Linked DNA regions of Mus musculus: regions 1, 2, 3 and 5 are each linked to region 4. The links are chromatin contacts, called in public ChIA-PET and HiChIP or PLAC-seq maps. All regions are on one chromosome and are shown on one strand. Each heading gives the region's core, a stretch centred on a gene start, on an enhancer-like site or on the middle of the called end of the contact. The rest is flanking DNA. Distances are from core to core; before and after follow the strand shown. Region 1 has its middle 7.1 kb from the start of Gm34801. Region 2 overlaps Gm41635 (a long non-coding RNA gene). Region 3 has its middle 22 kb from the start of Kcng3. Region 4 has its middle 7.2 kb from the start of Gm24240. Region 5 overlaps Mta3 (metastasis associated 3).

Region 1 (4,062 bases), core at 558-3,057, 300 kb after region 4:
AAGTGGGGGGGGGGGGAAGCTCAGACAAGAAGCAGAGCTCGTGGCTAAGCAATCGTCACTGTGATTAACGGTGCGCCAGTGTTACCTGCCTCGTGGGCTCCTATCTTAAACATAATTAGCACAATTTCCCTGTGGCTCCCCACCGTCCTTAGCCTTTATGCCAAGTTCTTGAAGCAGCCACTTTAATAGCAATAAACGACAGGAAAGCTCTTCTGGTCTATAGGCAGACTCAGGTCTCAGGCAGGGAGCCCCCCCAGACGGATGCTGGGCCCTGTCAGCTCAGAGGGATGGCTTTTCTCTGCCCTCTGAAGTCACCATGAAGCCCATCGCCAGCACCCGCTGTGACAGATGAAGCAAGCAGAACTGCTCCAGGAAAGCCATGCCAGATGCCACCAGCCAGATGCCACCAGCCAGATGCCACCAGCCAGTGCTTGTACGGATGTGTCTGCTATGCTGCTGAGACCTGGGGAAAGAATTTGTGTACAGGTGGGGGGTGGGGGGGTTAGTAATGATGGTGCAGAGAGAATAGAGATGAGACGGGGGAGAGTCATGGAACTTGTTTGTTAGAACCGCAAGGGCCTAGCAGGCATTCCTGCCACTGGCAGCAGACTGAACACCAGCAACACCGGGAGTATAATTAGCAAGACTTCTGATTCAAATTCGCACACAGTTCATGCCTATATGTATGCATTATCATTAATTGGAATCTAATATTGATCATATTCTTACCATAGAGTAGTTGTTAAAAAAAAAAAGAGAATACCCATGAGCCTGAGGGACCACGTGACTGGCTCATGGCCACCCAACGACAAAGGCAGTACCATAGCCAGGAGACAACTTTTGAGGAGGGCACGGCTCAACTCCAGGGTGGCCACCATCTTGCCTGTACAAGGCCGTGGGTCCATCCCCAGTCCTGGGACAGGGTCTGCTTTATCCACCAGTCCTTTAGTGCAAAATGAAGCATTAGCTTAGAAGTCAGTCAATCAAGAAGGGACACAGAAGTCAGCTCAACAGAGTAACGTCCACTGCATATCAAACAAGAGCTGGGTTTCAAAGTCAAGATTTATTAATTCTTCAAATGTTCAAGCTATACAAATTCTGTTCTGCTGATGTGCATACAACATGTTTACAACAAAACATAGTAGATGTTTAATAAAATATTTATCTCCTTAAGGACTGAAGAGGCCAAAAAGCTTCAACCATGAGTTAAATACGGGATATACATTTATAGGTACTACCAAAGTCTGACATAAATACATATGTAACACAGCCATGAGAAACTGTGACCATAGGATCACACACTCTACTACATCTGTATTAAGGTATAAAACAAGGTTACATCACATAGACTAAGCTGATTTAAGGACTCTTTTATCAGGTGACAAAAGCTGTGACCATGAACCATCATTTCTCTAAGACTTAAGCATACAATTTAATTACCATAAGTCACACACAGACTATAGCATCCCCTTACCCTCCCTCTGTGTCATCTCCTAAACAGGCTGACACAGCACACCTGGCCCCTCTTGTGATGTGTGCAGTGACCATTAATGGTGGCGGTCGGTCAGTCGTGGAAATAGCAATATTGGGCACATGCCCATTCTACCTCGCCACTGCCATTAAGGAAAGAATCGATTAAAAGTGACTCAAACCAACGCCTCCTCTAATCTACTTGATCACTTTAAACAATAAAAGCTAAAAGCACACAAGGGTCGCCTCTTCCATACAATCTTTACGTGGTGAAGTATTTAATCCAGGTTTGGATCACCCAAAGTTAGACAGTGATTCTCTCCTGCGTGCACGGATTCTGTTGGGCCTGACTCATGAGGCACACGGAGAGATGAGTCACGGGCAAGCCTATTTGACCATATGAGGCTATTTTAAGGCAAGTTCTCTCTCTCTCTCTCTCTCTCTCTCTCTCTCTCTCTCTCTCTCTCTCTCTCTCTCACACACACACACACACACACACACACACACACGCCATTCATCCACCTATGGACTTTATCATATGACAGTCCTAGGAAGGAAGCTGAGGTACAACGTACTCAACATAAATACAGACATCAAACTGCAGAGACATTCATGGCTACATCCCTCCCATAACTAAATGAGAACTCTTCCAAATGTTTGTATATGACCCCAAATACCCGAGTCTGAATTCTAGAAAAAGTACTTTAAATTAAATTCTCCAATATCTTTGCAATAAGGCTTTCCACACAAGGCTAATTTTACTATAAGGTTACTTTGACAGAATTCTATAAAATAACACAAATGTGCACCAAAACTCAAGCTATTCTGTACTAAAGAGAGAGGCCTCGGTCTTAAAAGGGATGGCAGGGTGATTTATTGAAATTATTCTTACTCCAAAATCAAAATTGAAATACATAGAATTAAATGATTATTTTTTTAAGCTTAAAAGCTGAACTACCATGTTACAGATGGCCAAACGTATAAAGCACTTTATTTAGTGCAGACAGACACACACTTTACCCTTACATACATAATTCAACTAGAACACGATTCATAACATATAGATTACAAATTTTTTAAAAAATCTGTATAATGCAAACTTTGCAGAAGTAGATCTAGTCTTTACTTTCAAGTTAGAAAAGGCCTGACGGGTTCTCTTTGGGCATTTCCAGGCGATGGCTTTCTGAGATAAAGAGTAACACAGATCTGAGTCACAGGCCATTTGGTGCATTCACGTGCGAGCTACCAATCTGGAGCCCTAGAGGCTAAGAACGATGGATGCTACACACTGCAGAAGAAAAATACAAGAGCTTTCTGCTCTAACCCGAGACTTAGTCTATGTGTTTTTTAATTACTGGATAGACTGATGGAATGCCAGTCAGTAAAAATTTGATTACCAGCTAGAGTCACATTCAAAATGTTTTCCTTAAAACTGGAAGGAGCTCCACAGTGTTCCCAATACAAAGATAAACTGGTAAGTAAATAAACTAATGATAGGGAGAGCGCTTTAAAAAGTTACCACACTCATTTCCTCGACCAAACCCTCGCTGACATTAAGAGAGAAAAATTTGAATTATTTTTTTGCCCAATAATTTAATCATTTACTACGGAAAAAACGTTGCTTTAGGGGTAGGTTTGGCAGGAATCGCTTATTACGTTTCCAGATTAGATTAAAATAAAAGAAACAAGACAGGATTAAAAAAAATTAAGGCTACCTAACTGAACAAATAAAAATGATGATGGTGGTGGTGATGATGATGGTGGTGGTGGTGGTGATGATGATGATGTTAGCAAATGCTAACTGAGCAACTGTAGAGATTCACAACCCAAATTCCCCTCGTCCAGGATGCCAGCTGCCATCAGGTTGTGAGGTCCCGGCTCATTCTGTTGTAGGAAGATGTAAAAGCATCCTTGGGAGCTGGCGAGATGGCTCAGCGGGTAAGAGCCACCGTTCTTCCGAAGGTCCTGAGTTCAAATCTCAGCAACCACGTGGTGGCTCACAACCACCCATAATGAGATCTGACGCCCTCTACTGGTACGTCTGAAGTCAGCTACAGTGTACTTACGTATAATAATAAATAAATCTTTGGGCCGGGGCAAGCAGGGACTGAGCGAGTGGAGTTGACTGGAGCAAATGGGGCCAACTGGAGCTAGCAGGGTTGACCAGAGTGAGCAGGGCTGCCCGGAGCAAGCAGAGCCAACCAGAGAGAGCGGGGCCGACCTGGGCGAGCAGAGGTCCTAAAAATTCAACTCCCAACAACCACATAAAGGCTCACAACCATCTGTATAGCTACAGTGTACTCATATACATTAAATAAATAAATAAATAAATAAATAAATAAATAAATAAATAAATAAATAAATCTTTTTTTAAAACGCCTTGGTGGGTAGCACTGGTGCCAGTCCCAGAGCTGTTGCGAGCCGTTCCGAGGCTGGAAATGTGCTAACCGTGAAGGTGGGTGAGGCCAATTACAGTGTATGTTCTCCTCTAGCTGGAAAGATCTGAAGTCTACTTATTTAGTAATTAAATAAACAGCCTCCACTTCAATTCAAGCCCACTTGCACTTCCAGACACAGATACCAACCAGCCAC
Region 2 (3,850 bases), core at 288-2,787, 270 kb after region 4:
GAGGGACACTTCTAGCGTTCCTGGTGTGTACACCGGGTCTTTTATTCCTATTCCCTCCTCGATAGCAACATCTGAAGCAGCACTGTTTTCTTTCTCCAAATGTTTATTTGGGGACAAACAGAAAGTTATAGCGATAAGTAAGAGATTCCACATGCCGTTCACCTGATGTCTTAGCACCGACCAGAGACCCAACATGCCTGGTCAAAGTCTAACACCCGTACACTGAATTGTATTTGGTTTTTTTAAAATTAGATATTTTCTTTATTTACATTTAAAATATTATCCCCTTTCCTAGTTTCCCCTCTGAAAATCCCCTATCCCCTCCCCCATCCCCCTGCTCCCCAACCCACCTACTCTTGCTTCCTGGCCCTGGCATTCCCCTATAATGGGGCATAAAACCTTCACAGGACCAAGGGCCTCTCTTCCCACTGATGACCGACGAGACCATCTCAGCTACGTATGCAGCTAGAGCCATGCTCTTCCTTTCTTTCTTTCTCTCTTTCTTTCTTTCGTTTTTTGTTTTTTTTCAAGACAAGGGTTTCTCTGTGTAGCCCTGGCTGTCCTGGAACTCACACTGTAGACCAGGCTGGCCTCAAACTCAGAAATCCGCCTGCCTCTGCCTCCCAAGTGCTGGGATTAAAGGCGTGTGCCACTACCACACGGCTGAACTGTATTTCTTACTATTGCTTTTTGAATCTTATTTGTTATCCACTATTGAAAAGCTCGTGATGTTTCAGGGGTGTCTGCTGCCTCTCATGGTAACCATTGACATTGCTCACTGTGTAGATGTCTAACTCCAGCCTATATTTCTTTCAGCAGCACAACACACTAGTCTATACGGCCAACAGGGTGATCTACAGAAATCAGCTTGCATTCTCCTCCCTTAATTCTGTAGAAAGCCAAGGAGAAGGCTCGAGATATGAAAAAGGACACTGTGGGTCCCAACAGAGGCTCTCATGTAAATGTCATGCAGGAAACATTTATAAACAACAGGGCCACAATTGGATTTTGCTCTATATTTGGAAAATTCGGCCCCCTCATTACAAAGCGAGCCGATGTTATCTTATTTAGCTCATTCTTCGGCTCATCTCCTGTAATCATTAAATTACACAGCCATATTTCCAAAGCTCTAAGGAGGAAAAAGTAGATTAGGAATAAAATCTCTTAAGCGCCTTTCGCAGAGCTCCGGATTCAGCCGCGAACGCGGCCGCGGAGCCCCGGGAATGATCTATTCTGAGCCGTCGTCGGGGTGAGTGATTTGTTTCATTTTCCCCGGCTCCCCAATGTTCTTTCTCAGATGTGGAACAAGGATGGAGCCTTTAATATTCTGTTCCTGGATGTGTCCCTGATCGCTCTGTGACCCTGTCCCTCGGGGTGGAAGTGAACGAAGGAATGAGAAATCGTGAAATACACGGATGATCAGAGAGAAGAAATAAAAGTCAGGGGAAAAGGACTGTGGGCTGTTTATCACGCGCCTCTGCAGAGGCTGTTTTGATGTGCTCCGGCCTTGCTCGAAGCTGTCAGGTCGGAAGTCTTTGTTCTTTCCCCAGGAAGGCTCATTTCTCTTAGGTGACTCAAAAACTTAACAAATACTTGGAGAGTTCTCTCAGCATTCCTCAGCCCTGCATTTGGAGGCTGGGTTGTCCTCCCCACTCAAAGCTGTCTCCAGTCTTCACTGTTCCCTTGCATCTCATTAACTCTCATTTTCTATGAGTCCAACTTGGACTCTTCATCAGGGTTTCCCCGGGGTGTCCCTCGGGCAATCTAGTTTTGGTTGAGAACTCCCCAGGGCTGTCTCAGCCTCAAGCTGTTTCCTTCGTTCTGGGTGCAAATACAGGTTCTCCATGGAGATGTTTGAAAAGGACGCTTCCGTTGAGCTCGGCTGGGCCCGGTCCTCCTCCGGCTGCTCTGCCAGGATGTGAATTTGCATTCCAAATGCAGGGCCCATCTGCCTCATTACTACTGTGACTTTATTAAGAGCATCCTTAGAGATCGGCGGCTTTTTCCAGGCAAGCCATGCCCTCTCCTACAAACCCCACAGACCAGCCAGCACTTTAGAACCAAGAGACAAGCCCAAGAGAGCTGCCTTCGCATTCAGGGCAAAACTGAATCACCTGAGAGCACCCATAACTCACAGCTCATTAGTGTGACCTCAAACTCTCGACTCCAGCGAGTCTAGCTTGCAACAGTACCCTTAAAATTGGCTTATTTACAGTCAGCTAGGGGACCAAGGAATGAAACTTACGTGATAAGGTAGCAATTGGTACAGGATCGCTCCCTATGCGCCCCCCTGAGAAAGCTGTTCTTCCGGGCCTCCTCATTAATCAAGAGCCCTATGCCTAGCACACACACTCTCTCTTTTTTCAATATTTCTTATCTCTTTGATTAATTCAATGAGCAAAGATGAGTTTATGGTACGAAAGTGCTCTTATTTGTATCTTAAAAATTTGGTCCCAACTCTCCCTACCACGCCCGAAGTAGAATTTACAGGGCTCTCTATTCCTAACAAGTACAGCCGCCTCAAATTTCCTAATGAGTCTTTCTATCCGCTCGGCTCAAAGGAAGCCAGGATGTACAGAGGACCACACCTAAGGGGGCGATGCTGAACACTGGGGATGCTTGACAGATGCAAACCAGAGGCTCTGTATACCATGCCTCTACAGTATGGTGCAGGGAGGGAACCTCGTCTCCAGACAGGCAGCTGGCACAGCCCAACTGAGCTCAACGTTGCTATGTTGGAGATGACCCTGAACTTTTGCTCCTCCTGTACTCTGTGGGTTGCTGGGGACTGAACCCAGGGCTTCATGCATCCTAAGCAACCGAGCTACACAACCGCAGCCCCTCTTACCTGCTCTTAATCTACACTTCAGCCCTCAGGCCCCACCCCTCCAGGTCACCTGGCCTTTTCTAATCTTTCGCCTCTCCCCGAGCCTTTATTGATGTCTGTGCTGGCGACACCCAGAACTCCAGAGTCTTCCTCCTTCATTCCTTGGGCATGCTTGCTGGGCTGGCACTCTGATTCTATAATCCAAGATGTGGAGGTGGCAGGCAGGGAAGGTGTCAGTCGGAATGGGCTTGGCTGGTGACTTTTCTGTGACTTGAGCTCCAAAGGCTGGGTGTGTTTCAAGGCCAGATGATGACTGCTACGGACAGGTCACCACTAGACAAGCTAGTTAACCTCTCTAAGCCTCCTCCCTCGTTCCTCATCTGCAAAACAGAGGTAAGAAACAGTGCTTACCTCTCACGGCTGGTGGTGGGAGGATTAGACGAGTTAATACACAAGCTGAGAGCTTCCGAGGCACTTGCCAAATAAGTGATTACTATTTTAAAAAACCAGAAAGCAAAGCGAATTTCCTGTATCTGTTCCATTAAAGAAAAATGCCAGTACAAGCAGACTGGACCTGTGGTATTGGTAGCTGCATAATATTATTAAGCCTGGATGTCATTTTTTTTTCTTCAAGAACACCTCAAAATGACACTGACCCAGCGATGGAGCAGTGAGTAAAGGTGCTGCCACCAAGCCTGACAACCTGGGGACCCCACGGTGAAAGAAGTCTTTTATCTCCACAGGTGTGTCATGGCACAAGTCCCCCACCCCCAACAAACAAACAAACAAACAAATAAATAAATAAATAAGAAGAAGAATACTTCCCAAGGCATAATACCTCCTACAACTCCAGCCATTTCATCCAAATTTCGGTCTTAACAGCAGATGGGCTTTAAAGAGGTATGGCAACCGAGGAAATCCCTTTAATTGGCCTTCCTGGAACTCTGACATGACATTCATGCTCACATTTATCGCGCAGGACTCGGTCACACCGATGCTAAAATCCTATCGGCAAGAACAGAG
Region 3 (3,856 bases), core at 1,277-3,776, 380 kb after region 4:
TCTATATTCCTTGAACTTAGCTCAAGGTATTGGCAGTGAGTTGATTTGAGCACCATTGTGAGGTTGGAGAGCCAGGTGTCTCCCCAGCCCAGTCTCCTTTCCTTCCTAAGTATGGTATCTCAGAAAATGATACCCCAAAGCACTGTCACACCCGGTGCTTTGACCTGAGGTATCTCTAACCTCCGCATCTCAGCCTTCCTCCTCACTAAAACTCTGCTCTCTGTGTCCTGGGGAATCTCACCCAGCAGGGATGTGAACAGTGACATAGAAGAGATTGAAGGTTGCTGTGTAGGCTTTGCCACAGTGTCGCCTCCTCATCTTCTTCCTGCTCTTCCAGCAACAAACCTTGGCACCTCAGCACTATGATTTCAAACTCTCCTTTACCACACAGAAAGGACTGCCCAGTGCCAGCCCTTGGAATCTGCCACTGCCTGGAGGGCCTCCCTAGCACTTGAGGGTCTCCATGGGCAGACTGCTAAGTCACTTCTGAGAGATGGAAAACTGGGGGGGGGGGAGGTGCTTTGAAGCCTGAAGGGGGGCTAGATAATAACAAGGCTCTCTGACGTGACCTCCACTTCTCTGTTTTCTGCTATAGGAGACTACAGGACCTATATCCTACGTTGCCACATCCAATACCACATGTACAATTTGAAACTTCAAAAAATTTAAGTCAGTTAAACTTTCCCGGGCTGGTGAGATGGCTCAGCAGTTAAGAGCACTGACTGCTCTAGGGAAGGTCCTGTGTTCAAATCCCAGCAACCACATGGTGGCTCACAACCATCCGTAATGAGATCTGATGCCCTCTTCTGGGGTGTCTGAAGACAGCTAGTGAACTTATGTATAAATAATAAATAAATCTTTTTAAAAAAATCTTTCCCAAAATAATGAGAGTAAATGAGATAGCATTCTCAGTAGCCACCGTGAAGACAGCAAAAATAAACTGGGGAGATGAGTTGTGCTTTGTTTGGGGTTTTTGGGTTTCGGTGGTAGAGTTTGAACCCAAGACTTTTTGCAGACTTAGCATATGCTCCACTGAGAATTTCTCCCTCCGCTCCTTCACCCAGATTTTCCCCCAGCATATATTAAATATTAAATATATTAAATACTACCATTTCAATTTAATCTAATCAATATATAAAGTTATAATAATGAGATGGAAATTATCAATGTAAAACTTATTACTGGGGTATTATACATTTTCCATGTCTGGTAGCTCACAGCTGTGCGTAACTCCAGCTTCAAGGGATCCAACGCCATTCTCTGGCCTCTGTGGGCCCCTTCACGCAGGCAGCAAACGTGGCACGCACGCACACACACATCATGAAAAATTCAAGGCAAAAGCAGGTAGATCTATTCAAATTGAGACCAGCCTGATCTGTATGGTGAGTTCCAGACCTGCCAGTTACAGAGACTCTGTCCTTAATGCTGGGCACAGTGGCACACAGCTTTAGTTCCAGTACTTGGGAGGCAGAAGCAAGTGGATCTTTATTGCTCTGAGGCTAGCCTGGTCTACATAGTGAGTTCAGGAGTGAATGAATTACATAGTGAGCTATGTAGTGAGACACAGGATCTCAAAAAAAAAAAAAAAAAGTGTGGTTGCCATGGTGACTTCTCACAGCCATAACAGTAATCAGGACAAGCTGCATGCACAAGATAAACAAAATGAATGTTTTAAAAGTATAAATTAAAAATGCAATAAAGAGGGGCACAACGAGTAAGAGCACTGACCGCTCTTCTGAAGGTCCTGAGTTCGAATCCCAGCAACCACATGGTGGCTCACAACCACCCATAATGAGATCTGATGCCCTCTTCTGGTGCGTCTGAAGACAGCTACAGTGTACTTATTTATTTTTTTACAAATGCCATAAAGAGCAGAGCGTGGTGGTGCACGCCTTTAATCCCAGCCCTCGGGAGGCAGAGGTAGGTGGATTTCTAAGTTCAAGGCCCGCCTGGTCTACAGAGTGAGTTCTAGGACAGCCAGGGCTACACAGAGAAACCCTGTCCCAGGGGGGGGAAAATGCAATAAAGAGTTAGGTAGAGTAAAGTGACTTACATTGACCTTTGGCCTCCACACACTCACCTGTACTCACATGCAGACAGACATAGAGACAGACTTTAGCGCTTTAGAACTAAAATTGAATGAGCTTCCTCGCTACTGTTCTTGATTGGATGTTTGGGGTGTCGCGCGCCTTTTTGCTAAAGTAAACTGCCTTGCCTGGTTACCTTCTCGTGTTCAGATGTCAGTTTGGGAGGCAGCTGGGTTACTGTTTGCCGCTGATTCTGAGCTTATCCTAAACCTGAGCTCCATCTGGAAGAGCATGCGGGTCTCCCCCCTTGGAGAGGTGCATCTCACAGGCCTGTTGGGGTGGACCCAGGATCTCAGATACACGGCACCACTTGGATAGGTGGAGATCCCAGGATGGAAAGTGTCTGAGCACCACAGGAAAGGTCCATGTAAGCGCTCTGGCAATCTCGCAATGCCTTGTGGGAAACAAGGTCATGACACTCTCAAGGAGTGACGAAGTATTTCCTTAGTGGAGGGACATCCGGTGGTTGTGTGTTGTGTGAGAATAAAAGAGATGTGCTCCGAGCTAGACGACTTCCTGTTTGGGGGTGGGGGTGGGGCAGCAAATACCAGCAACCTAAAGAAGAAAATCAACCTTGTAAAAGTCCTTGATAAAGATCTGGAACCGGCTGGGTGTATTCACACCAGTGACCTCGGCAGGACCTTGAGGCTGACACAGGAGAATCACGGTGGTTTTGAGGTCAGCCGGCACTACCGAGCGAGTTCTAGAACAATCCAGATGTCATGGTGACAACCTGTCTGGCATAAAAAGGGAGCGAGAGAGATGGCTCTGAAACTCAGCATAGAGAGCTACAGGGCCTGGATTGAATTCCCTAGCACCACAAAAATAAAGAATAAATCAAGCCCGGCCTAGCCCCAGACCCTGAGTGCCACATGGAAACACCCTGATGTTTGTTCTGGGCATAGTTGTTTATGAATGGATTGCCAGGCCAATTCAGAACAACACACCTCACGGCTTCATTGTGCTTGCTTTCTTTTTTTCAACACAGGGAATTAAACCCAGGGTCTCATATGCTAAGAAGTGTCCCTGCTCACCTCTCCAGTCTTGAGAAACAGGGATTTGGGGAGGAGATAAAGTTGGGGGGAGGGGGGGCTATGGGGAGGTGAAGTTGAAATAGGGCCTCCTAAAGGCCAGACTGGTCTCACTATATGGCCAAGGATAATCTTGGGCTCCTGGTCCTCTTGTCTAAGTGCTGGGTTACAGGAGTTCTCCAGCATACCTGACTATTCTGATTTAGCCTCTTGATTGCTGGCAATGGCCACCAAGTGTGGTGCTAGAAACAGACTTTCCCTTCCCTCCCTCCCTCCCTCCCTCCCTTCCTTCTTTCCTTCCTTCCTTCCTTCCTTCCTTCCTCCCTCCCTCCCTTCCTTCCTTCCTTTTCCTCTTTCTTCCTTCCTTTTTTTCTTTTCCCTCCTTCCTTCCTTCCTGCTTTTTTTTTCTCTAATATCTCTGTGTAGCCCTGGCTGTCCTAGAACTCACTCTGTAGACCAGACTGACCTTGAACTCACAAAGTCATGTTTCACCACGCTAAGATAGAACCAGACATTCTACAGCCTCCTGCTGGCTGCATGTCTGTTCCTTCCTGCCAGGGAATGGCTTCTGCTCGGCTCCTGCGACAGATCAGATTGTTGCTGAGCCTTGACCTACCTCCACTGGAAATTTTACATTGTCAGGGAATAGCTCTGATCAGTCCTCTGAGAATCACAGGCTTTGTTAAAACACCAGGGACTGGGGCTGCAGAGATGGCTCAGTGATTAGGAGCACTGACT
Region 4 (4,293 bases), core at 113-2,612:
AGGTCCCCAAAGGTATATGAGATTCACCAGGGCCCTGGCGTGGTGAAGCTAACATCTAACTAGGAAGATACACGGAAAAGCTTTTGTTCACAATCCAGTGTGAGAAAAGCCTTTGTTCACAATCCAGTGTGAAAGTCCGATCGTATATAGGCCATGGAAACGGACAAAGTGCAAGACCCAGGGGAGAATCCACAGACAATAGAAGACTATTGACCTGGCTGAACATTTTGTGTGTGATCTCCATTTTCATCGTGTGGGTCCTGGGGTTTGAACTCAGATCGTCAGGCCTGGCCTCAAGCACCTTTACCGGGTGGGCCATCTCAACAGGCCAAATGTATTATCAATCAAAGCAATCGTCTCAAGGGAAAGTAGAGAGACAGTCTAGATCCGTCCACCCCTGTTCCAAGCAATAGGGGCCAAACTCCTAGGAAAGGTTACGTGGGCCCCACTTAGGATCCGCCCTCTGTCTTCCCACCTCCTAATCCCTAACCTGATCAAACTGTTGGTTCTGTTCAGAAGAGAGGAGCCTTCTCACCTGACTCTTCAGCCGGGCGTGGTGGCGCACGCCTTTAATCTCAGCACTCCGGAGGCAGAGGCAGGCGGATTTCTGAGTTCAAGGCCAGCCTGGTGTACAAAGTTAGTTCCAGGACAGCGAGGGCTATACAGAGAAACCGTGTCTCAAAAAACAAAACAAACAAAAAACCAAAAAGAAGGGTCTCCATTTCCTTCTTGTGCCTATACAGTCAGAGAGGGTCCCACTCTAGGCCCTTACTAGAGTAAGGGTCCTCCTTTCTCCATCACCCCGTCCTTACCACCTGGCAGCAAGCAGTTCCTGAGGGGCTAGCCTCATTCCTGCCACCCCAAGTGGGAAATCCCTATCTCAAGGACGGTTTCGAAGCCTAGACAGAAATGTTCACATCACTGGCAACAGCTTTCCAAAGGCTAAAGCTGGCACCTCTAGGGGCCCACTGCCTGGAGCAGGCTCCGAGATCAGTGGGGTGGGTCACAGAGAGCACATCCGGTCTGGTACATCCTCTGCAGGGGTGGGGACCATTGTGCAGCTAGCTGGCCTTCCCAGGGGCGCTGTCGCATGTCCTCAGTCAGAGACCAACAAGCAGGAGGCCTGGCTGGCCTGGAGAGTCTGCAAGACCAGAACACGCGGTGCCTCTGAGCACCCACACGCTGGCGGGGAGTGGCTAGGGAGCTGAAGGTGGGGTTCGGGGAGGATTCCCCGGGCAGTGCGGGGGACGAGCCTGCGGACCGCTGGCGCGCGCCCCCGATCCTCCCCGCGGGAACGGGAGCGCGGCGCCGCGGGAGGAATCCCAGCTATTTCCTCTGCGCCCCGCGGTATGCGGCCGGCTCGCCTCCCTCCGAGTGAGCGAGCGCGGCCCCGGCACCAGCTGACTGCCAGCTGCCCTGGCCGCGCCGTGCAGCTCCGGATCCCGGCCAGCCGCCCCCTCGTCCCAGGCCACGAAACCGGCCTTTCCAGCAGCCTGAGACCTGTACCGCTGTGCCAGCCAGAACCTGTCCCCGGCCCGCGTGGAAAAGCCGGGCGGACATTAGCGCCCACGCGAGTGTCATGCGTCTGGGTCTGAAACTACAAGTTCCTTAACCTAGTTCCCAAACTGTTGTGCAACGGTGACCCCGGCCTACTCATCTGTGTTGCGACAAGGTTAAATGTGAAAAAGAAAGACAGAGACAGAGTGTCAAGTGTATTTTCGTTTCTCTAGGTCGTTGCTGCTGTTCTTTATTTTGCTTTCCAGTCATAAGATCCTGTGCTGGCCTCTTTCCAGCCCGGCTTGTCAGTGAAATAGTCAGAGCGGGCTTTACTCGGAGACCTGTAGGTGGCTAACTCCTGCTGGGCCTGGTCTAGACTGGGTTCTCACTTTGCATCATCTATCTATCTATCTATCTATCTATCTATCTATCTATCTATCTATCACGGTTTGCCAAAGTTTCCCATGTTGGCCTCGAACTCGTAGGCAACCCTCCTGCTTCAGTTCCCCTAGTGCTGGAATGACAAGCTGTGAGCCACTATGCCCAGCCTGTGCTCTCGTTGTTTTGTTTTAGGGGTGGGGGGTTGATTGTTTGTTTGTTTTGTAGCTTTAAAAAGTCTGATAATGGAGTCCTCCTTGCTTTTAACCATTGTGCTCCGAACCACAATCACTGCTTGGAAGGCAGAGAGGTCAGTTATTTATATATGTTCAAATGATGTCATTGCTGTCTGAGAGCAACCAGGGAGGTAGTTGGTGGTTAGGGGAAATTGAAGGTGCGCACGGCCGATAACAGGTCTGCAAACGTGGAGTCCGGTAGTTGTGTGTCTGAAAAGAGGATTGTCACCGTGAACTCTCTGGGACCCTCTTTTCCTACTACAAAGAAAAATTCTTGCCAGTTTTGCCTTTAACTCTTCTGAGTAGCTGCCACCAGGGCGGGGAGGAAACTGAGACAGATCCTTGGCCACCCACACCTGCCTCACCACGCCCACAGCCGCGGCTGCTGGGACACGGGAGCTGGAAAGCCCCGGTTTCACCAGGCCTAACCACCAAGCCCTTTGCACAAAGGAGCTGCAGTCTGGCGTTTCCCCTGCCCGCCCTCAGTTTAGACTTCTTAGCTTCCATCCCAGCTTGCATCCATGGCCAAGCGCCAGCCACTTAAATCGATAATGTGCCCCCCACCCCCCAGAACAGTCCCTACACATGTGGCAGCCATAGACCTCATAGATCCAGGTGGAGACAGAACCGGAGAGATAGGTACTATAAATATCGCAGGCCAGCAGCAGGCAGTCTGAGCCTGCAGGCAGAGGCTCCCCACCCGCTCGCTCGCCCGCCCGCGCCTGAGCAGGGCACTTCCGGCCATCAGAGTAGGAGGAGCAAACAGCATCAGTATCAGAGGCCTGAGTTTCCTCTCCCCTAAGATCCCATCCTGAGCCTTTATCTCCTGCCTTGGCTCTCTCTTCCTAACTCAGAAGTCCCCTGACCTTTATCTTCTCTCCTCGTTTTCTGACCACCAGGGTATGCTGGAGGTGTCTTGAAGAAATGCAGGCCACTCTTTGAATTGGTGAGAAATGCCTTTAGTTTAAAAGGGAGAGGGGGACAAGGGTGTACTCAGTTGCTAGAGCGCTTTGCTCCCATGCCTAAGCTCTGGCTTCAAGCCCCAGTGTCACATAAACCAGGTGTGGTGTACACTTCTATAATCAAAAGGTAGGAGCAGAAGGCTCAGACATTCTAGACCATTTTCTGCTACAAAGCAAGCTCAAGGCCAGTCTGAGATTCATGAGCCCCTGTATCAAAAAGATACAACGTGACACTTAATTTTGATTGGACCTACTAGGACAATCTACTAACAGCAGAACCGCTAGTGGCAAAGAACCGGAAAGTGGGGAAGTGACGCCTCCAGAAAATGAGGGCTGCTACCCCAGCAAGCTGGTGGCTGTCTAGTGGGACTTCCTGAACTGGGTCTGCCAGGTCTTGTGTTTGGTGAGATATAGTATTTCAGGAGGGACTTGTTTCTTCTTAGATTCAACTGAGACAAAAAGGGTTAATAATAAGGCCCAGGGCCTCTGATGGATGCAGGTTTTCTGTAGGGTGCTCAGTGGTCTGCTAGCTTGGGGAAAGGGTGGAAGGAGGTTGGCATATTTGAAGCTCAATGGAGCGATCTAACACACCATTCTTCAAGTGGGGCTGCAAAAATAAACCCCTATTTAAAGTAGAGCGGGTAAGTCTTCTAAAAATACAGCCCCATCTCTCTTCCGGTGTGAGAGCTGACTCTAGACACGGCCGAGGAAGCACTCTGCAAGCTCTGACTCTTGTGTGAAGCGCACTGCTAACACTCCGGTTTGGCACACTTTAACATGAAGCAGCACATGAAGCTAGCATAACGCCTAGCACTTGGGAGGCTGAGTGGCAGCCTAGGAGAGGGGTGGGAGTGGGGAACTCGGGGTGGTCTGCTTCTGAGGACCCACAGGCTAAGGAACTTCCCCTGGACACTCCTCCAGCAAGGAGACCTGAACCCCAGCGTCTCGTTAATGTGCATTGTGGGATAAAAGACCCCACTGTTTCCTTAAGCTGGAACTGATTCCCCTGAAGTCTTTGTCTATTGCAAGGAGGATGGCCTTCCCACTGCACTCACCTGCCTCTAGCTGACCCCAGCTGTGAGGGGCCCTGCAGGGGTCAGACAGGGAGGAACGACTGAAGAGTAAGAATGGAAAACCCATGCAGATCGGCTTCCTCAGACTCTGGGGAGTCTAATAACTGCCAGTTTAGTCCCAATGTACTAAGCACAGTATAATTTAGA
Region 5 (3,878 bases), core at 1,249-3,748, 510 kb after region 4:
TTGAACTTCAGACCTTTGGAAGAGCAGTCGGGTGCTCTTACCCACTGAGCCATCTCACCAGCCCGGTTGTTTTATTTATAATGAACAAAATAGAGTTGTCAGGAAAATGTTGAAAAATATTATGCCAGAAACCAAAAGACATCCAGTTGCAATGACATCTGGAAGTTGTAATAACTTAGCCTCAGGCTATGTAAATACTGTTTTTTAAAACTGGGTAGCACAGCTGATGATGTAGTCCATAGCAGAGCAGTTGCCTTGCATACAGAAGGCCCACATTAATTAACTAACTAATTAATTATGCTTCAATCGATGCTTTACAGTGCTAAGAACTTTCCTGAGTAAGTCAGGAAGTATTCCCAGTTATTTTTATAATTTTTAATCACTAGATTGGTGAGAAATTGAATGCATGCATTGGATTGCATCTCTTATTAAATATAACTTAATACCTTTTGGTACTAACTGGTTTTGTGTCAACTTGACACAAGCTGGAGTTATCACAGAGAAAGGAGCCTCCCTTGAGGAAATGCCTCCATGAGATCCAGCTGTGGGGGGCATTTTCTCAATTAGTGATCAAGGGTGGGAGGACTCATTGTGGATGGTACCATCTGTGGGCTGGTAATCCTGGGTTATAAGAAAGCAAGCTGAGCAAGCCAGGGAAAGCAAGCCAGTAAGTAACATCCCTCCATGGCCTCTGCATCAGCTCCTGCTTCCTGACCTGCCTGAGTTCCAGTCCTGACTTCTTTTGTGATGAACGGCAGTATGGAAGTGTAAGCTGAAAAAACCCTTTCCTCCCCACCTTGCTTCTCGGTTATGATGTTTGTGCAGGAATAGAAACCCTAAAACACTTTTGCTAAGAATTAATATTGCTTTTTTTCCAAAAGATTTTTTTCTAGAAGGAGTCTAACATACAGATCCTTGCTACATCATTTCAAAGATGTGATTTTGAAGGAAAACACTTTATGCCATAGGTTGTTTTCATTATTGTTGTCTTAAATATCTTTCAGCTCCCGTGGAAATCCTTGACTAGCATCATTGAATATTATTACATGTGGAAAACTACTGACAGATACGTGCAGCAGGTAACTTTCCATGCTACCCCACTTTGGTATGACAGAGAGCCTTTCTGTTTGGGTCATTGTCTGTGAGCAACGAATGAATCCTGGACCTGTTTGATCCTCCCTAGACTGCTTTAAATCCCATGGTTTCATGTCTGTAGGATATTATCTTTAACAGTTTCATCCTAGTGGTTCACTGTTTTCAGCATTCATCTTTAAAACTACTTGAGAAAGATGAAAGGGAGAGAGGCAGCTAGAGAGGCATTGTCTGGCCAGTGCCTGGTCTCCAGCAAGCTTACTAGAAATCCTTGGACGATATACTTTTATGGATTAAAATTTGAGCCTGAAGCTCTCGGCCTTAAAAATTCAGATACTGCTGCAGTTTTCTAAAATCTCCTTACCTGACATTTTTGTGGGCCTGTTCCGTAAGTGCTAGCCTCCCCCCCCCCCCCCCATCCCCTTTGGAGTCCTCTGTCCAGATGCTAGGGAGCAAATCTAGGACCTTGAATATGGTAGGTAGGCACATTGCCATTGGGCTCCAAGCATTTGACTGCAGTTGTAACATGGTTGTTGTTATTTTGAGACAGGCCTCACTGGGTAGCCCAGGTTGTCCCTAAACCAGAGTTCCCCCTGCTTCAGCCTCCAAAGCGCTCGGATTGCAGGTGTTTGCCGTCAAGCCGGGGATGGTAGCTTTAGTCTCTGTAGTTTGATGCTTTCTTCTCCAAAGTCATTCAAAAGTAGGGAATCATTTAATTTTTGAGCTCTTCCTAAATGTCCTAAATTCATGTAACTCTTAGTTACTTTTTTTGAAAAATCTGCCTTTAGAGAAAGGCATATTTCTGAAATGACCTCAGTAAATGTCTGTTTTAGATTCTTGCAGTCACGTGTCAGAACCAAGGCAGAGATTAAAAGCAGATGGCATTTGCCTAAATGTGCCAGCTGCACAGTAGCAGGGACTGGATGCTGCACACATTCATTTAAGGATCACTCTCAAGTGCCAGGCGTTGCCGTGGTCATGAATAGTGAATAGAAATCTACAGCGCACTGAACAATTTCCAGTGTCAACACCATATGGAATTCAGAAAGTGCATATTTTAAACAACTGTGCTGGAGATGAAGGCTATGCAGTCTGGAAACCTGTGCTGTTCAAGTTAGGAAGTGTCCCCAAAGAAGGCACAGACACGGCACTAAGGGCAGTTTACTGTGTTTGGAAGGAGTGTTTTCCAAAAGTGTTGACTCCATTAGAAGTCTCAGGTTGTCCCTGAATAATTTTGTCTTCATCTGTAGGACAACTGGAGGGGGCGTTTGAGTCTCTCTGGGGACAGTGACTGTACTTGACCCCCATTCCATTTGCCTTTATTTCTGTGCTGATCATGGTGTAGATCCGACAATATGTTCACCTTCCCATTCTTTGCCTGCGTTTGGCCCCTCCGTGACTTCCCATGCAGCGGTCTGTGAGTTCAGACAGGCTTGACGGGTCTTACAGAGCCAGGCACAGTACAGACCGGCAATCCCTGCACTTGGGAGTCTGAGGCAAGGCTGAACAGCATGGTGGTGAGTTCCAGGCCAGGCTCAGCCTAATAGCGAGCTCTGTCTCAGAACTGACTGATAGTTAGTTACTGCATGTGCTCCATCACGTGAGGGTACAGCTCTGTTCCATTCTATTCTGAGTAACTACAGTCACTCTCTCTTGCATAGAGTTTAGATACTAAATAATTTTTCTAAAAGCAAATGTTGTATTGGGGGTGGGGGGCAGTGTTTGCACGCATATTCCTTTCAGAAAGACAAGAGGTAAAATGGGAAACTAAACCTGTAAAAATAAGAATGGCCCTTGTCACTGTCCTGAGAGTTGGAGGTAAAGCTTCGTGGTAGAGCACGTGCTTGGCATATGTGGGGCCACAGGTCCAAATCACACACTCACGCACACCAGAAAAGTCCTTAGAGTTTCCTCATAGAAGATTGGGCAGCTGCCAGACATGGTGACGCACGCCTTTAATCCCGGCACTTGGGAGGCAGAGGCAGGCGGATCTCTGCAAATTCGAGGCCAGCCTGGTCTACAAAGTGATTTCCAGGACAGCCAGGGCTACACAGAGAAAACTTGTGTCAGAAAACAACAACAACAATAGAAGATTGGGAAGTGGAGTTTTGCGTATGCTTACAGTTCTGTGGTTCAGAAGCTAATGGCTCTCTTAAAAGTTACTGAGGCTTTAGCTTATGTACATGGAAGAAGTCTTAAGATAATGAATTGTGCACTGTAAGGCAGATGGGGTGTTAATGATTGGTATGCATTCCACGTAAAACGTCTTGTCTATCTTTTGAATTAGAAGCGCCTAAAGGCCGCAGAAGCCGAGAGCAAACTGAAACAAGTGTACATCCCGACTTAGTAAGTAATCGAGTCCTTTGAGACATTGTCCTGCTCTTAACCCTGCCCTTCCAAGCACGCCATTTGTTCGCTGTGACAAACCTGAATAGTTTTGTGTGTCTTTCTTACCTGTTTTTCCTCCTCGAAGCTCAGAACTTGTTTTCTGTTGTCCTACGCAACAACTTTGGGAAGGAGTGGGTGACCTGCACAAGGGCTGGAGGCTCAAGCGCAGCTTGTTTTTGTATGAAGCTACAGGGCAAGTGTCAGATGTCCCTGTGAGAGAGAGAGTAACCGTGTTACTAAAAGCAGCTGTTTGACACAGCTAGGACTTAGTGAGAATTCTGCAGGGCAGGAGGAGCGTCCTTGGGTAGTGTGCCTCGTTACTGTGAGGTGTGTTGTTTGCATGATTTGCTGAGGGGTTTACGTTGTTTTCTTGGACCACACTTCGTGAGGAGATGGTC

The links. ChIA-PET counts read pairs in DNA pulled down with a chosen protein or histone mark. HiChIP or PLAC-seq counts read pairs in DNA pulled down with a chosen protein or histone mark.
Region 1: a FOXA1 HiChIP or PLAC-seq map of pancreatic cancer cells shows a contact between it and region 4. The contact joins two enhancer-like sites. A contact is called at or near these places in 18 of 39 promoter capture datasets (the 3T3-L1 cell line, 3T3-L1-derived adipocytes, the C10 cell line and 12 more), 3 of 15 datasets of contacts at CTCF or cohesin (the G1E-ER4 cell line, large pre-B cells and pro-B cells), 7 of 484 Hi-C or Micro-C datasets (CD4 T cells, the N1E-115 cell line, bone marrow-derived macrophages and 3 more), 23 of 115 datasets of contacts at active chromatin or transcription factors (the HPC-7 cell line, T-cell acute lymphoblastic leukemia, bone marrow-derived dendritic cells and 13 more) and 1 of 9 other capture datasets (embryonic stem cells).
Region 2: a contact with region 4 is called in an H3K27ac HiChIP or PLAC-seq map of T-cell acute lymphoblastic leukemia, with 9 times the contacts expected there. The contact joins two enhancer-like sites. A contact is called at or near these places in 4 of 39 promoter capture datasets (the C10 cell line, the HPC-7 cell line, cranial neural crest and 1 more), 2 of 15 datasets of contacts at CTCF or cohesin (the NIH/3T3 cell line and large pre-B cells), 10 of 484 Hi-C or Micro-C datasets (the N1E-115 cell line, Sertoli cells, Th1 cells and 6 more), 25 of 115 datasets of contacts at active chromatin or transcription factors (CD8 T cells, the HPC-7 cell line, T-cell acute lymphoblastic leukemia and 19 more) and 1 of 9 other capture datasets (embryonic stem cells).
Region 3: an RNA polymerase II ChIA-PET map of memory CD8 T cells shows a contact between it and region 4, with 86 read pairs. The contact joins two enhancer-like sites. A contact is called at or near these places in 7 of 39 promoter capture datasets (the 3T3-L1 cell line, the C10 cell line, the HPC-7 cell line and 4 more), 9 of 484 Hi-C or Micro-C datasets (the AML12 cell line, the Ba/F3 cell line, the C10 cell line and 5 more) and 20 of 115 datasets of contacts at active chromatin or transcription factors (the HPC-7 cell line, the SCID.adh cell line, T-cell acute lymphoblastic leukemia and 17 more).
Region 5: a contact with region 4 is called in an H3K4me3 HiChIP or PLAC-seq map of embryonic forebrain, with 4 times the contacts expected there. The contact joins two enhancer-like sites. A contact is called at or near these places in 9 of 39 promoter capture datasets (the C10 cell line, the HPC-7 cell line, cranial neural crest and 6 more), 1 of 15 datasets of contacts at CTCF or cohesin (the NIH/3T3 cell line), 5 of 484 Hi-C or Micro-C datasets (the C10 cell line, CD8 T cells, the HPC-7 cell line and 2 more), 19 of 115 datasets of contacts at active chromatin or transcription factors (DN3 thymocytes, T-cell acute lymphoblastic leukemia, bone marrow-derived macrophages and 14 more) and 1 of 9 other capture datasets (embryonic stem cells).

Annotation. Positions count from the first base shown.
Region 1 is chr17:83,572,979-83,577,040 of GRCm38.p6, forward strand. It overlaps a transcript of Kcng3 not described here. Among named protein-coding and RNA genes, the nearest start is that of Gm34801, 7.1 kb to the left of the region's middle. Within about 2 kb of position 1,808, at least 12 of the 459 cell types and tissues checked have an H3K27ac peak or open chromatin away from gene starts, as enhancers often do. A contact at or near this core is called in pancreatic cancer cells, where this site is marked.
Region 2 is chr17:83,544,679-83,548,528 of GRCm38.p6, forward strand. Gm41635 (a long non-coding RNA gene) reads right to left here. Exons shown (of 2, transcript XR_877027.2): 1 at 3,666-3,850; 2 at 1,002-3,207. Among named protein-coding and RNA genes, the nearest start is that of Gm41635, 4.0 kb to the right of the region's middle. Within about 2 kb of position 1,538, at least 67 of the 459 cell types and tissues checked have an H3K27ac peak or open chromatin away from gene starts, as enhancers often do. A contact at or near this core is called in the N1E-115 cell line, T-cell acute lymphoblastic leukemia, cerebral cortex and 5 more, where this site is marked.
Region 3 is chr17:83,652,250-83,656,105 of GRCm38.p6, forward strand. No RefSeq gene overlaps it. Among named protein-coding and RNA genes, the nearest start is that of Kcng3, 22 kb to the left of the region's middle. Within about 2 kb of position 2,527, at least 66 of the 459 cell types and tissues checked have an H3K27ac peak or open chromatin away from gene starts, as enhancers often do. A contact at or near this core is called in CD8 T cells, the CH12 cell line, the HPC-7 cell line and 6 more, where this site is marked.
Region 4 is chr17:83,275,034-83,279,326 of GRCm38.p6, forward strand. No RefSeq gene overlaps it. Among named protein-coding and RNA genes, the nearest start is that of Gm24240, 7.2 kb to the left of the region's middle. Within about 2 kb of position 1,363, at least 392 of the 459 cell types and tissues checked have an H3K27ac peak or open chromatin away from gene starts, as enhancers often do. A contact at or near this core is called in CD8 T cells, the CH12 cell line, the HPC-7 cell line and 16 more, where this site is marked.
Region 5 is chr17:83,780,898-83,784,775 of GRCm38.p6, forward strand. Mta3 (metastasis associated 3) reads left to right here. Exons shown (of 17, transcript NM_001379391.1): 10 at 1,005-1,079; 11 at 3,380-3,438. Among named protein-coding and RNA genes, the nearest start is that of Gm46597, 4.8 kb to the left of the region's middle. Within about 2 kb of position 2,499, at least 34 of the 459 cell types and tissues checked have an H3K27ac peak or open chromatin away from gene starts, as enhancers often do. A contact at or near this core is called in embryonic basal ganglia, embryonic forebrain and forebrain, where this site is marked.